Regions from separate parts of the Mus musculus genome. Here region 1 is linked to region 2. The links are chromatin contacts, called in public Hi-C maps. All regions are on one chromosome and are shown on one strand. Each heading gives the region's core, a stretch centred on a gene start, on an enhancer-like site or on the middle of the called end of the contact. The rest is flanking DNA. Distances are from core to core; before and after follow the strand shown.

Region 1 (7,408 bases), core at 2,947-5,446, 90 kb after region 2:
GAGTGGTATAGTCTATAGCCACATATACCTCAGATGCTGGGGCAGAATTGTTTGAGTCCAGGAATTCAAGGCTAGGATGAACAATGTAGTAAGAGCCCTAAGTTCAAATCCAAAACCCAAACAAACCAGACAGCGAGGCCCAGACCCAAGAATTCTGGAGGCTGAGGCAGGAGGAGTACTGTGAGTTTGAGGCCAGTCCGAGACTCCACCTCAAACAGAAACAACCCAGAAGTGAGGGAAAGGTGCTAAGGATGTAGCTCAATGAGCAGAGTGCTTGCCTCGCATGCACAAGGTTCTGGGTTCAGTCCCCTGCCTCCCATACAAAACCCCACCCAGGCAGGGTGGCACACACCTTTAATCCCAGGGCTTGGGAGGCAGAGGCAAGCAGATCCCTGCGAGTATGGGACCAGTTGAGACCCTGTCTCAAACAGCTAACAAACAAAGCAAAACAAAACAAGCATGAAAAGCCATAAAAATGATATGTATTAGAAGTTGAACACAGTGAGATATGTCTGTAACTTCAGCTCCCTTTGAGACAGAAGCAGAAGGATAGCGGCTAAACTGGGCAACTTAGTGAGACTCTGCTTTAAATTTTAAAAATTAATTATTTATTATGTAATATTTAGATTATACATTATATAATACTTAAATCAGGCCAAGCACGTCTACGTTTTTATGAATAAAGAGGTTTTTAGCTTTTAATCATGTGGGTGCATTTGAAAGTTACATTTGAGTGCAAGCCCCCTCAGAGTCCAGAGGAAGTCCTCAGAGCTGGATTACGGTGAGGTGGGTGCTCAGAACTGAACTTGGGTCTTCACCACTGAGGCACTGCTTGCCTCCACGACTCCCTGCTGTGACAGATCCTTGCCTCTCCTTTCCCACAAGGTGCCTTCCTTGGTCATGATATTTTATCACAGCAGCATAAAAATAGCCAATAAGCCCGGACTGGTCTCAAACTTGTTATGTAGGCAAGATTGACATCTGTGGCCCCAGGAAATATTTTCTTCTACTCAGAGGTCCTGAGTTCAATTCCCACCAACCACATGGTGGCTCACAACGTTCTGTAATGGGACCCGATGCCCTCTTCTGGTGTGTCTGAGGAGAGCAACAATGTATTTAGATAAAATAAGTGAATAAATCTTTAAAAAAGAAAACTATAGCACATCATCGTTATCTGTAGTTGCCCTACTGTGCTGCCGCACACTAGGACTTTATACTCCTGTTTACTGTGGCTTAGCCCCCGCTACCTCCCCACTGCACCCCACACTCGTAACTACCATTATTGTCCCTTCCAGGAGATCAAACCAGTCCTTGTCTTTCTGGACTTGGCTGATTTCATTTGTCAATTCTTACACGCGTTCTCGCGACCGGCCAGGAAGAACGCAGCAAACCGGAATCTTCTGCGGCAAAAGCTTTATTCCTTACATCTTCAGGAGCCAGAGAGCAAGAAGAGCAAGAGCAAGAAAAAGAACAAGAGCAAGAAAGCAAGAGCAAGAGAGAGAAAAAGAGCAAGAAAGCAAGAGCAAGAGAGAGAAAAAGAACAAGAAAGCAAGAGAAGAGAAAGCAAGAGAGAGAAAAAGCAAGAACAAGAGAGAGAATAGCAAAACCCCGTCCCTTTTAAGGAGAATTATCCTCCGCCTAGGACGTATTACTCCCTGATTGGCTGCAGCCCATCGGCCCAGTTGTCATCACAAGAAAGGCAGAACACATGGCGGGAAAACTGCCCCTGCACGTGTGCAGATTATGTTTACCACTTAGAACACAGCTGTCAGCGCCATCTTATAATGGCAAATGTGAGGGCGGCTCCCCACAATCAATGATCTCTAGAGCGGTGTATGGTGTTCCAATGGCGGTCTCATCCTTTCCAGGCTAAGGAGGATTCTGTGGCGGATATGTACCGCCTTTTCTCCATCCACGACGGACTCTTGGATGGTTGCGTGCTTTCTTTACTATTGTGAATTGTTCTTCGGTAAACATGGGCACCCAGATGGCTTTTGTACACTGATTTGATTTCCTCTGGATGCGGATACAGTAGCAGGGTTGTCAGATTATGTGGTGATTCTTTTGTTGTTGGTGGTGGTGGTGGTAGTTTTGTTGTTGTTGTTGTTTTGTTTTCTGGTGAGAAGGACTTCACATTTTCCATAAAATCTGCTGTTCCGGTAAATATTATTTACCTTAGATCATTTAGTTCTGAAATAAAAGACACAAACCTTTATATTTCTAATAAGCCTTAAAGCACCAGAGCTGGGCAGGTATCAGCCCTCTGTGCTGCTTTGTCTACTTCCCTGTCAGTAACCCCGAGATATCACGTGTTCTGCATGAGCCACTTCTACTCCAACAGGCAGGCCCTCATGGCCATGCTCTCACGATACATCTACCCCATGGCAACCTCTTCCTTCTTCTCTGCCCTCTTCTCCTCCTATCTCTGCCTCAGACCCCAAGACCAGCAACTGAAGCCCCGCCTAACCTACCTCTGTTCAGCCCTGTTACAAGCTGTAGGCACCTTTATTAAATAATTGTTTTAAATTAAGGAGTAAAGCTTGCACAACTACAAAAGCTGGTATTTGTAAAAGTTCACTTGCCCTGAGCCAACTAGACCTTGGGATACAGAATTTAACCACGCACAGCAACAAGCTGCCTCCATTAACTCCACCCCCACCCCCAACAGTGTGCATAAGTCCTTGAGTCCCAGTTCTTCCACCTTTCTCCTTCACTTACCAGCAGGTTCCACTGGACCAGGCTTCATTAACATTTACTGATAAAGACGAAAAGCTAATTCATGATTTCTGTGGCTTCCCACTGTAACCTCGGTTCGTGACTGTTCGTATTAACAAACAGGCAGCTGTACTCTGTTCTTGTTCTCATAAAGACCAAGAACATTCTGCAAATGGGGTAGAAAATTACAGACAGCACAAACTCTAGAAGTTTGGTAAATAGAAGATTAACAAATAACTAAAACACAGGGAATTTTGGATAAGAATGTAAGAATGTTTGAGGGTTTTTATCATTCCACTGTAGCAAAGGATGGGTTTTGATTTTTTTTTTTTTTTAGATTTCTTTATTTTATATGTAAGTACACTGTAGCTGTCTTCAAACACACCAGAAGAGGGCATCAGATCCCATTACAGATGGTTGTGAGCCATCAAGTGTTTGCGGGGAGTTAAACTCAGGACTTCTGGAACAGCAAGCAGCCAGTGCTCTTAACTGCTGAGCCATCTCTCCAGCCTGAGTTATTTATTTATTTATTTAAATTATATTTATTTTATATATGTGGGTGTTTTGTCTGCATGTACATATGTGTACCATGCATGTGCTTTGCATCCTTGATGGTCAGAAGAGTGAGTTAGATCCCTTGGAACTGAAACTTTGGATGGTTGTGGTCCTCTTCGAGAGCAACAAGTGCTCTTAACCATTAAGCCACCTCTCCAAAAATGTAGACCCTGCCTGGGTTTATATTTTTTTCATGTATATTGTTTCCAGTCCCTGCTTTAGTAGCCTCCAGCCTGGAACATAAGAAGCACAGAGTAAAAAGGTTTGTTTGTTTTGTTTTATTTTGCCTTTTCTTTTTCAAGACAGGGTTTCTCTGTGTAACAGCTCTGGCTGTCCTGGTTCTTGCTTTGTAGATGAGTCTGGCTTCGAACTCACAGAGATCCACCTGCCTCTGCCTCCTGACCTGGCTAAAATGTAGTCTTTTGTCTCAGTGGAGGAATTTCTGCACTTGTGTCATTGGTCCTGGCTCTCTTGTGCTCTCTGGTGTAATAAAGTTGAATGAATCAATGTCTACATAGCACCTGGGTAGTGCAGTGCTGTCTGCCTGTGTAAGACTTGTCAAGCACAGCCCCCGTGTCTCAGCAGAGTTCACAGCATGCTCATTCAGGGGTGGCCTGGCTTTCAGCATAAGCAACAAAGCATTCACCTCAGAGGATAACTTATATTTACTCATAGGGCTAGAAGTTAGCTTTAGAAACATCAGTACAGCGAACAGAAGCTGCAAGAAAACTTCAAAATAATTGGTTCCTTCTCAGCGTTAAACACTAGTTATCCTATGGTTCCTTGTAGTTAGAAAGAAAAGCAAACATTAACAGTGTATCTAGTCAGACACAATTGCAAAATGCAATCTTAAGGTGGGGTTGGAGAGATGGCTCAGTGTTTCAGAGCACTTCCTTCTTCCAGGCTTGGTTTAGTCAGACCCATATAACACCAGCTCCAGGGGATCCAGTGGCCTCTCGTGGCTTTTCAGGTACTGTACTCATGTATACAAACCCACATACAGACACACATTGTTATGAAATATAAACTCGGTAGCGGCATGGTTAGGTGGTACCTGCTGGGCCCATGCCAAAGTGTCCCTCTGAGAAATCACACAGTGTGACAGACATAGTATAAGGGAGGTTTATTGTGGGGGAAGGAAGGGGACCTGGAGGAGGGGTAGAAGACAGCCACGAGGGCAAAGAAACTGGTAATAGAGAAGGACAGAAAGAGAGAGAGAGATGGCAGTCAGGAATATGTGGAAGCAGAGAAAGAGAGAGAGTGAAAGCGAGGAGAGTGAGGGGAGGGGAGGGAGGTGAGGAAGAGGACTGGGGAGGCAAGCAGCCCTCGTATATGCTTTATTTCCAGCAGTGATGCATGCAGTTATGGTGATAGATGATGGCTCAAGCTACTGCTAGGTCGCTGTTAGGAGGATGCCAACACACATAATTAAAACTAAATCTTAAAAATTCAGTCTCTTTCTATATATACATACGTGGTGTTAGCTTTTCATCACTGTAGCACAAATCTGGGATAATTTGTTGAGAAAGAAAAGCTTGAGGGATGTGGTGCCACACACCTTAAATCCCAGGACTCTGGAGGCAGAGGCAGGCATGTCTCTGTGAGTTCCAGGCCAGCCTGCTCTACAAACAGAGTTCGAGGACAGCCAGGGCTACACAGAGAGACTCGGTCTCAAAGAGAGCGCTGGAAGGAAAAACAGCTTTACTTGTGTTTACTGTTTCATACATTTCAGTTCAAAATCAATTGGCTCTATTGCATACTTAAATACATATATATAAAACACCTCTGTCTGTCTGTCTGTCTGTCTGTCTGTCTGTATCAACACTTAAGAATATTGTCATATATGTGTATGTGCTACCAAACATTTATTTGGGATAAAGTAAGATCAAAAGTGTATTACCATTTTGTTCTTCCTCCTTCTCTTTCCTCCTTCTTCTTCCTTTTTGTTTGCTTTTAGGTAGGTTGGTGGGTTTTTTTTGGGGGGGAAGGGGAGGGGGGTCCACTATATAACCCTGGGTGGCCTGGAACTCAAACAAGCTGGCCTTTAACTGTCAGGGATCCACCTGCCTTTGGGATTAAAGATATTTTTACCTTTAATAATATAAAGATTACTAATTTGTATTCCTGACTTCTGGAATTAAAGATATTTTTGTTTGTTTCCAAAACAGGGTGCCTTGAAGTGAGACGGGCCTCTAGCTCAGTATGTGGTTCTCTGAATTTGCCTGTGTGGGATTTTATTGAGGTGAGAAGACTCACTCACAGTGGGTGACCCTCCATTCCCTGGAGGGGATCCCAGACTGTATAAGTGAAAAATTAAGCTAAACATAGGCATTAATCAATGTCTGCTTCCAGATTGTAGATTCAGTGTTGTCAGGTGCGAAGGAAACTCTTAATTCCCAATACCCCAGAAGGCGCAGAAATGAGCTCAGCCTGGACTACAGGAGGATTTCTGGCAGTTAGATAAAAGCTAGCGTTCCTTAGTTTCCTTGTGAAACTGGTTCCCATGTGCCAGAAGGTGTGGTCTCTGGCAGAAGGGACACATGGTGACAGTGGTGCCTATCACAGCCCATGCTGGCCTCCAGGCTCCCTCAGCATCACCAGTGCCTGTGATACATTTCCAAGTCCACACCAGCATCCTAGCCTTTCTGGCCTCCTCCCTCCCCTAAACTCCCTGAAGCTCACAGGCCCCCCTCCTTATAACCTGGCTACCCACTCTGTCCTCTCTTGTTCCACCTTACTCTCTCTTGTTCTCTTACTTTCCTTGGCTATATTCTCTATCTCCATCTCTTGCCATCTCCCATCTTCACTGTTCTCTCCCACTCTGCCACCCTGGCCATGTTCAGTCTTTCTCTCTCTCTCTCTCTCTCTCTCTCTCTCTCTCTCTCTCTCTCTCTCTCTCTCTCTCTCTCCTACAGAAAAGACCTTAACCATATCCTGGTTCTTTCCTGTACCCCTATCACCAACAGTTGTGACCAGCTGCTTCAAGCTCCTTCTCTGTGGATCTGTAGATTTCCCAACTTTGATGGGACTTGTGAACCATAATTAACCTTTTCTCTTGAAAATTGTTTTGCCAGAGCATTTATCAGAGCAACAGAAAAGTAACTGACATATCATCATTCCAAAGTTTTCCTCCCTATATTGCTGCGAAATATTGCCATCTTGTGGAAGTCATTAAATTCTCTGGATTTAGTGCATTCAGGTACACAATGAATGTGGTTCCCTTTGTGACCATGCTCTTACCCCTCTGTCTTACCAGCTTCCCACTACAACCCATTGTTGCAGGGTATGTGATCATTATACATAGAAAACTTAATTGTTAGCAAAATATAAAAGTTTAAATAGATATTGTGTAGTAAGATGTAGTTAGGCGTGTCCTGAAGAGATGCAGTTTGGGTGTGCCTCTGAAAGCCTCCATAGATAACAATGCTACAGACTGGAAAGCGCCTGCCTATTTTAAGCTATTTTAAGGCAAATGCTTAGGAGAGGGTTTGTGGTCTTTCTCCTATGACCTGAGGCAAAGTCAGCTGGATGCCTTTGAGCTACCCCATGTAAAGGTTTGGCCTACTGTGTTGGCTTGGGACCCCTACCACCATAATGGTGAGGCGACTTGGTTCAACCTACCAAGGGTCTAGGAGGAGCTAAAGACTTCTTTTATAGCAACTGGACCTCACTCCCTCTTTTGGCTTGGAAGAGCCTTTATGGAAGAAGCTCCAGGCAAGGGATGAAGATTCTCTCTGTGGGCCTGTAGGAACTACAGAGAAGCACATGGCAAGACACGGGTAAAACAGAACTCTAGGAAAGAGAGCTAAGGAGCTCTTCTAGCTTGGGAGAATCTCAAGAGAAAGGCAGACTAGCTCAGTAGGGGGACATACAAAGATGTTCCTAAAGCGCTAGCAGCTTAGTTGGAGAATCAGGCTGGTAAGTAGATACTTTGTATATAGTTCAGAAAATAAAGTTACCTTGCTGAGTTATCAGGTTTTTACCTCAGTTTATGCTTCCTGTGTCTTTACTGGTATAAATATTAGATAATTTAAATGGTTGCAATCCATCAGAGTAAGAGCTGTGTATTATGAAATATAATGTGGACCTTTGGCAGGCCCATGCCGAGGTGTGCCCTAGGAAATTAAGCCACACAGCA
Region 2 (7,176 bases), core at 10-2,509:
TGGTTATTTCGGGGAACAAAGAAGCCAGGTAGTATATATCTGGTTACAGTTATGGGCACTGGCTGATCTTCTAGACAATCCAGGCTCATCTCCAAGCACCCACATAGCAGCTCATACCTGTCTGTAACTCCAGTTTCAGGGCTTCTGACACCCTCACACAGACATACATTCAGGCAAAACACCAATGGATATAAAATAAAAATGATAAATTATAAAAAGAGACTAACCTGGTCTACAAACAACAAAGCAAAACAAAATACAAAACCCTGGAGAGCTTATGCTTGACTTTGTAGCTTGTGCTGGCCTCAAACTGATTTTTTTTTTTTTTTTTTTTTTTGAGATAGGGTTTCTCTGTGTAGCCCTGGTTGTCCTGGAACTCACTTTGTAGACCAGGCTGGCCTCGAACTCAGAAATCCACCTGCTTCTGCCTCCGGAGTGCTGGGATTAAAGGCGTGCGCCACCACGCCCGGCTGGTTTTTACTTTTAAATGTAAAGTTGGAGTTTATTTTGTTCTGCTTGTTTCCTTATTGACCTGGAACTCAATGTTAGGTTAAACTGGCTGCAAATCTGCCTAGCCCTAGATAGCAACCTGTCTCTACCTCCCTTACACTGGAATTCTAGGTTTGGATTGCCATGCCTGGATTTTTAAAAATTTATTTTAATTATGCATAGGAGTATGTGTACCTGAGTACAGATATCTGGAGAAGCCAGCACAGGGTGTTTCTAGAGCTGGATTTACAGCTGTGAGCTGCCTGCCGTGGGTCCTGGACGTGCAGCAAGTGCTCCTAGCCACGGAGCCATCTCTCTTGCCCACAACCTGGATGATCGATCTGTCTGTCCGTCTATCTATCTATCTATCTATCTATCTATCTATCTATCTATCTATCTATCTATCTATCTTTCTTTCTATCTATCTATCTATCTATCTATCTATCTATCTATCTATCTATCTATCTATCTATCTATCTATCTAACACGGGTTCATGGATAGAATTCAGCCTTTCATGTTCGCATGGCAACAACTGCATTATCTCCCCAGCCCCAAAGTTGGAGTCTAGCAATACAAAGTTTTACTATGCTAGCCTAGCTAACCCCGCCCCACCCCGAGATTAGTGCTAAGGTATGACCTCAGCCTCCGGAGCACAGCTTGACTAAGGTCTATTCTCCTCCTTCCTCCTACAAGAAGCTCTCTCAAGGCCTGGCCAGAGGTGGGGGAAGATGGGGTCTTTACAGCCTCCCAGGGCTACCCTGCTCTATTCCTGCAGAGCACTGATGAGTCATGGCTCCTCCCATCTGCCGCTGTCACCAGACCACAAGCTTCTTTCTCAACTCTGACAGAGAAGAGAATATTATGCAAACTAAGAGCCGGAGAACACCACCCCCTCCTTCCCATCAAGAAGCACAGTAGGGGCTCTTTACATAACTCAGAGATTAACAACAGGGGGTACCTGTGGGGAAAGAGTCCCAGGAGAAGCCAGGTGGGGAGCTGGTTTGCTGCTGAGGGGGCCCCCCACCCCCCCCACCCCCAGTTTGCATGTTCAGTAAGGAGGGAGGGTATGAGGCTTGGAAGAGATGTCCTTAATTAAGCAACATTACTATAGCAACCATAGATAATCCACTGATAGATAATGCTAATAGGAACACTTGACCTGTCTGCTGTCATGTGGTGTCAAATCCTATATATGCACCGTATGTAAGCCATTACCAGCTTACTGCGCACAACTCAAATGCTCAGCCAACTATAGCGATCGTAGTGGTGTTATCTTATGTTTCTTTCTTTTAGCTGTTTCTTTGTTCATTCATTCATTCATTCATTCATTCAGTCAGTCAGTTTTAATACAGAGTCTCGTTATTTAGACTGGTCTTGAGCTTCCATCCTTTTGCCTGGGCCTTCCTAAGTGCTGACGTTATAGCGAAGTGACAACTTTGGTTTTGGTTACTATCCTTACCCCCAGGCCTCTGCTGTGCTTTGATTCCCTTACCTTCTCCTCCCCTTCCTGCCCCTGCCCTGCCCTCCCTCCCTGTCTCTTACTTCCTCTTTCCTTTCCACTCCTTATCTCCCCTTCCTCTCCCCTCCTCCATTCCTCTCCATCTCTCCTTTTCCTTCCCTCCCCTCTCTTCATTTATTTATTTACTTTTCTTCCTGACAGGATCTCACATAGCCCAGGCTGCCCTAAAATTTGCTATGTAGCCAACGCTGGTCTTGAACTCCTGATTCTTCTGCCTCAATCTCTCAAGTGGCAGGATTACAGGTGTGTGGCTCCACACCAAGTATAAGCCTTTGCCTGTAGTATTTCCTTCAAAAAACACCTATTGAGGGACTGGAGAATGCTTCAGCTGTTAAGAGCACTGGCTGCTCTCTAGAGGCCCTGGATTTAGTTCCCAACACCCACATGTTGCCTCATAACTGCCTATAATGCCAGTTCCAGGAATCCAACACCCCCCCACCCAAAAGCACCAGACATGCATGTGGAATACTTATATACACACAGGCAAAACATTCATGTTCATAAAATAAAAATGTTTTTAAGTGAAAGCACAACTTGTATTTTTGGCACACCTAGGCCTCTGGGACACATAGAACAGAAGTGTGCTTTTTTACATATATGTTTTCTAATCTAGTTTAACTACTGTCTTGCTGAATGATGTTTTCTGAGCCTAGTTATTTAACTATTCAATGAACTACTCAACAGTAATGGGTATACTATAGAATTGCCAGCAGGACTAGAAATACATGCTATAGATCCAGCTCATGGTTCACACAAGGAACACTCAATTCCGGTATCTCTTAAAAGGGACTTAGTACATATAGCTGTTGAAAAGGATCCTGATACAGAGGAAGAATCTCTTTCTGAGGTCACGAAGAGATCAGCACACCTGGAGTTCAGGCCTGGCTTACCCTCAGGGATTACCAAACCAGACTGTTACACTGGCCAAAGTGATGGAACTTTTGAAGCCAGGTCTGCTCTAAAAATTCGAGTATGGATGCTCCCTATCTTGGACAGATGAGGGACTTCTCTGCCAAGAAAGATTTTAAAACCTTGAGGACTCAAACTCAAGGATAAACTCAGACCTCTTAAATACTCATCATAACAGGACAAAAAGCACAATGTCTTCCTTCTTGGTTCCATGGTGCTTCAAATGAAAGAGGAAGAAACACGAAGCCAGGGGGCCTCTTGTCTCAAAACCCTCCCCAAAGGATGTGTATCGCTGTCGATTACAATCTAGAGGTAACATGTGCTGGAAATTTTGAACCATCCATTTGTGAGGCTAAGCCTTTATTCTTCCTCCCTGCCTGAATTCTCTGTATCTTGTACAGAGCTTGTTAAACTTGGTGCATAATTTGATTTTTGGTCTTAGTGAAGAAACTAAAAGCAGAGTGGAGAGGAAATGGTAACTTTCTGACCTCCTGTATTCACTCGAGTGTGCGTGCCTGTTTTCTTAGTGTCTCTTGGTTATGTTTCTCGTTTTGATTTCATAAGTAAAATGTTCCATCTGTGTATTTGTTTTCCAGACCGAGTCCCTAGAATTTTAAGTAAAAGTGTCTCCCAAGTTTTGTTTTGTTTTACTTTAACACACACACACACACACACACATACACACACACACACACACACACACACTCTAGACTCAATAGTAAAAGGAAAGAAGCTACTCCCAAAAGTTGTCCTCTGATCTAGAGCATGTGTACACATATGTGCATGCATGCACATACATGTACACATGTAGTAGTAGTAATGAATAACAAATAAAAATTTTAAATTGGTATCTTTTGCAGGGCATAATAGCATATGCCTATAATTACAGCACTCATAAGGCTGAAAAGAAGGCAGATTGCCGTATGTTCAAGGTCTGACTGGGCTACATGTGAATTTTAGATCAGTAGGGTTACATAGCAAGACCCTGTCTCAAAACAAAAATCAAAACAAAACAAAACAAAACAAAATAATTTTTTTGTCTATACATAGGAATTGTGGTTCTTTGTGTTTCTTGACTAAACAGTCACGTGATTTTACATTCTGAGCCTACTTTCCTATGCTTGGGGGAGGATTACTGCTTAATTCGGAGTGTGGACCTTGGAGTTTGTGGCTCTAGCATCAATCTGGGAAATCTCTTTGCAAACCAGGATGATTGCACCAAACAGTGGGGCAGGAGCAAGCCTCACTGGTGACTGGAATCCAGCAATCTCACTGAGTGGATGGAGGTGGTAAGCCAAACCCAAGTCATGCCTTGCTGATACAAGGCTGGGCTGAAGAAAGGGCTCATTGACTTGTTTAAGGAAAAGAGCGGTGCCCAAAAGGCCAGGCTGAGAGAGAGGCTGCCTCCAGCACACCCTGGCAGGACTCCAGGTCCGAGAGCTCCATCAAAGCCTCTCAGAACGGCCTCTCAGAGCAGTGTTTTGTGTTACAAAACCTGGGCATCCGTAGAGACATGACAGTTTGGGACCTACAGTTTGTATCTGTCCATTTGTTCTTCATGACTCACAGATGTATCAGAGGGTGTGTGAGCTACAGCCCACTCTGCATGTGAGAGAAACCCCAGACCGGTGTGAGCAGCGGGGTAGATATTCACATCACCCTGGGCTTCCTAGAATCTTACTTCCGACACATCCAGGGAGGAGCCAGAGACATTAGTAGCTAGGACTGTAGTCTAACCCTGAATCAGCTGAGCGAATGAGATCATAGGATGAAATTGATGATGTACCTGAAATTCTCCTCAGCACTTTGAGTCTCATCATAGTCTTCACATAAACTCTAGGTCCTAATGCCACCTCTAATGTGTAAAGAGGGAAACTGAGTCACTGGATCTCTAGCCTGCTCAGTGTCTAGTACTGGTAGGATTAGCGTTTGACCTGGCTGTACAACTCTAGAATGTCAATACTGGGGCTGGGGAAGTAGGTGCAGGGGAATCAAAAACTAAGGATCGTCAGTGGCTATAATGAGCTCTAGGCCAGCCTAGAATACATAAGACCTTATTTGAAAAAAAACAAAACAAAAAACAAACAACAACAACAACAACAAAAGGCAAAGGAAATGTCAGCCCTGGGCAGCTGTCTTACGGCATGTCCTGCTTGGGCTGACATTCTGTGCCATGGCTTATAAAATGGGGATGTGTGCAGCACCTCCTCCGTGGGGTGCTGTGATATTCCAGGCATAGTCCGTCTATAGTGAGAGCACACTGCCTGCATACTAAACACTGTTAGCAGTTAGTACACCGGAGGAATCAGTCAAGACTTCTCTGCAGCCTGGATGCTCTCTCTTGCTCCCCTTTTCTGATTGAACCCCAAAGGCCTTCTTGGTGTGTGTGCAGGACGATGAAAGAGAAGACCGACTGGAATGTCTTGAGTGGAGAGGGCAAGCAGGACATAAGTGGGAATTTTCTCCTCAGCAAACCAGCAGTCCAGGAATCTTTCAAGGACTGGCATTTTAAGACTGATCTCTTGAAAGGAGTTTATTGAGAGAAGTCTCTCCATGCAATATCAGCTGAGGGAACTCTCCTTTCTCTTGTGGCTGGTACTCACAGTCAGGAAAACAACAGACACACAAACAAAAGATGAAGTCAAGCCATTTTATGGTCGGGAAAAAACATCTAGAAGGAAAGGAAAGGTTTTCCTTTGTTTGTTTATTTGTTTATTTTATTTATTTCTTTTTGAGACAGGGTCTGTGTAGCCCTGGCTGTCCTAGAACTCACTATGTAGACCAGGCTGTCCTGGAATTCACTGAGCTTCTCCTGTCTCTGCCTTTCCATTGCTGAGATCAATTCCTTCCTTCCTTCCTCCCTCCCTCTCTTCCTTCCTTCCTTCCTTCCTTCCTTCCTTCCTTCCTTCCTTCCTTCCTTCCTCCCTCCCTCCCTCCCTCCCTCCCTCCCTCCCTCCCTCCCTCCCTTCCTTCCTTCCTTCCTTCCTTCCTTCCTTCCTTCCTTCCTTCCTTTCTCCCTTTCTTCCTTTCTTTCTTTCTTTCTTGACGGGGTTTAACTATGCTGGCCAGGTTGGCTTCAAACTCCCTACCCCCTTCTGGGGAATTACAGATATGAGCACCATTTCTGGCAAAAATTTCTTTTCCTAAGCAGCATTAGATGTGTGTGTGTGTGTGTGTGTGTGTGTGTGTGTGTGTGTGTAAATGTGTGTGTATGTCTGGGGAGGAGGGCTGTCCCACTTTTTTCTTCCAAAGCTCCAGTGCTTTCACAAGTTCAAAGCTAAGATAAGAGCAGGTAACCCCAGCAGGGAACCCCATCTCCTAATGCTGATACTTCCAGGGCGAAGTTCCTACTCATAAGGAAGGTGGTGCATGGTTGATTTGCAGTCTGGGATTTGTGGACAAAGTGTCCCCATGGCTCCTTTAGATTCTCTTCCTAGTCTTGCTAGTCTGGCATGCAATGTTCTATGGTCACTGGGAGCCATAGGCTCAAAGGGACCTGGACTCTCTACCTTGTTTTAATTCGTCCAGTCTTGATTCCAGCACTCTGGACTACTGAAGTCACTGCATGGGTCACTCAGAGAGGACTGGATCGAGTATCTGCCTCCCTGAATGCCATCATGCCCTGCAGAGAGCTGGTAGTCTATGTCACCCACCCATAGCAGCCCTTCTGACCTGCTGCCCTGTTCCTCCCTTGGTACCAGCTCTGCAGGTTTGGGAGTTAACCGCAAGAAAACAGTTCACCAGCCAGTGAATGGCTCCAATGTCTCTCGTCTTTCCGTATTCTCATACAACCGTGTTCAGAGGCTTTGGCTGCTGGAGGAAGTATTCTGCAGGACTGAAGCTGTGGTGCCGTGAACTCTCCTGATTCCTTTCCTGGAGCCCTACAATTGTGATGGAGCTTATTTGCCCTCTAAAACTTTCCAAGGAGCTGGGGATTAGAGGGGATAGAAAGAAGGAGCCTGGGCGGATCCCCAGTATCCCTGTGAAACCTCATGTGCACCCATAACCCTAGCAGTGGGGTGCACAGAGACAGAAGGATCCCTGAGGGTCAGTGGACCTACCCAAACTGGCAAGCTCCAGATTCAGTGAAAGACCCTGTCTCAGAAATAAGGTGTTGTGTAATGGAAGAAAACACCCAACAGTCAACCTCTGATCTTACATGAACACACACACACACACACACACACACACACACACACACACAAACACACACACACACACACACACACACACACACACACACAAACACACACACACA

What was found. A called contact is a pair of places that touch in the nucleus more often than the background predicts.
Region 1: a contact with region 2 is called in a Hi-C map of bone marrow-derived macrophages, with 39 read pairs. The contact joins two enhancer-like sites. A contact is called at or near these places in 5 of 39 promoter capture datasets (the C10 cell line, the HPC-7 cell line, the SN4741 cell line and 2 more), 1 of 15 datasets of contacts at CTCF or cohesin (the NIH/3T3 cell line), 11 of 484 Hi-C or Micro-C datasets (the AML12 cell line, the C3H10T1/2 cell line, the HL-1 cell line and 7 more) and 7 of 115 datasets of contacts at active chromatin or transcription factors (the HPC-7 cell line, bone marrow-derived macrophages, embryonic fibroblasts and 4 more).

Annotation. Positions count from the first base shown.
Region 1 is chr15:38,621,030-38,628,437 of GRCm38.p6, forward strand. No RefSeq gene overlaps it. Among named protein-coding and RNA genes, the nearest start is that of Gm41309, 22 kb to the left of the region's middle. Within about 2 kb of position 4,197, at least 3 of the 459 cell types and tissues checked have an H3K27ac peak or open chromatin away from gene starts, as enhancers often do. A contact at or near this core is called in bone marrow-derived macrophages, where this site is marked.
Region 2 is chr15:38,534,267-38,541,442 of GRCm38.p6, forward strand. No RefSeq gene overlaps it. Among named protein-coding and RNA genes, the nearest start is that of Azin1, 19 kb to the left of the region's middle. Within about 2 kb of position 1,260, at least 147 of the 459 cell types and tissues checked have an H3K27ac peak or open chromatin away from gene starts, as enhancers often do. A contact at or near this core is called in bone marrow-derived macrophages, where this site is marked.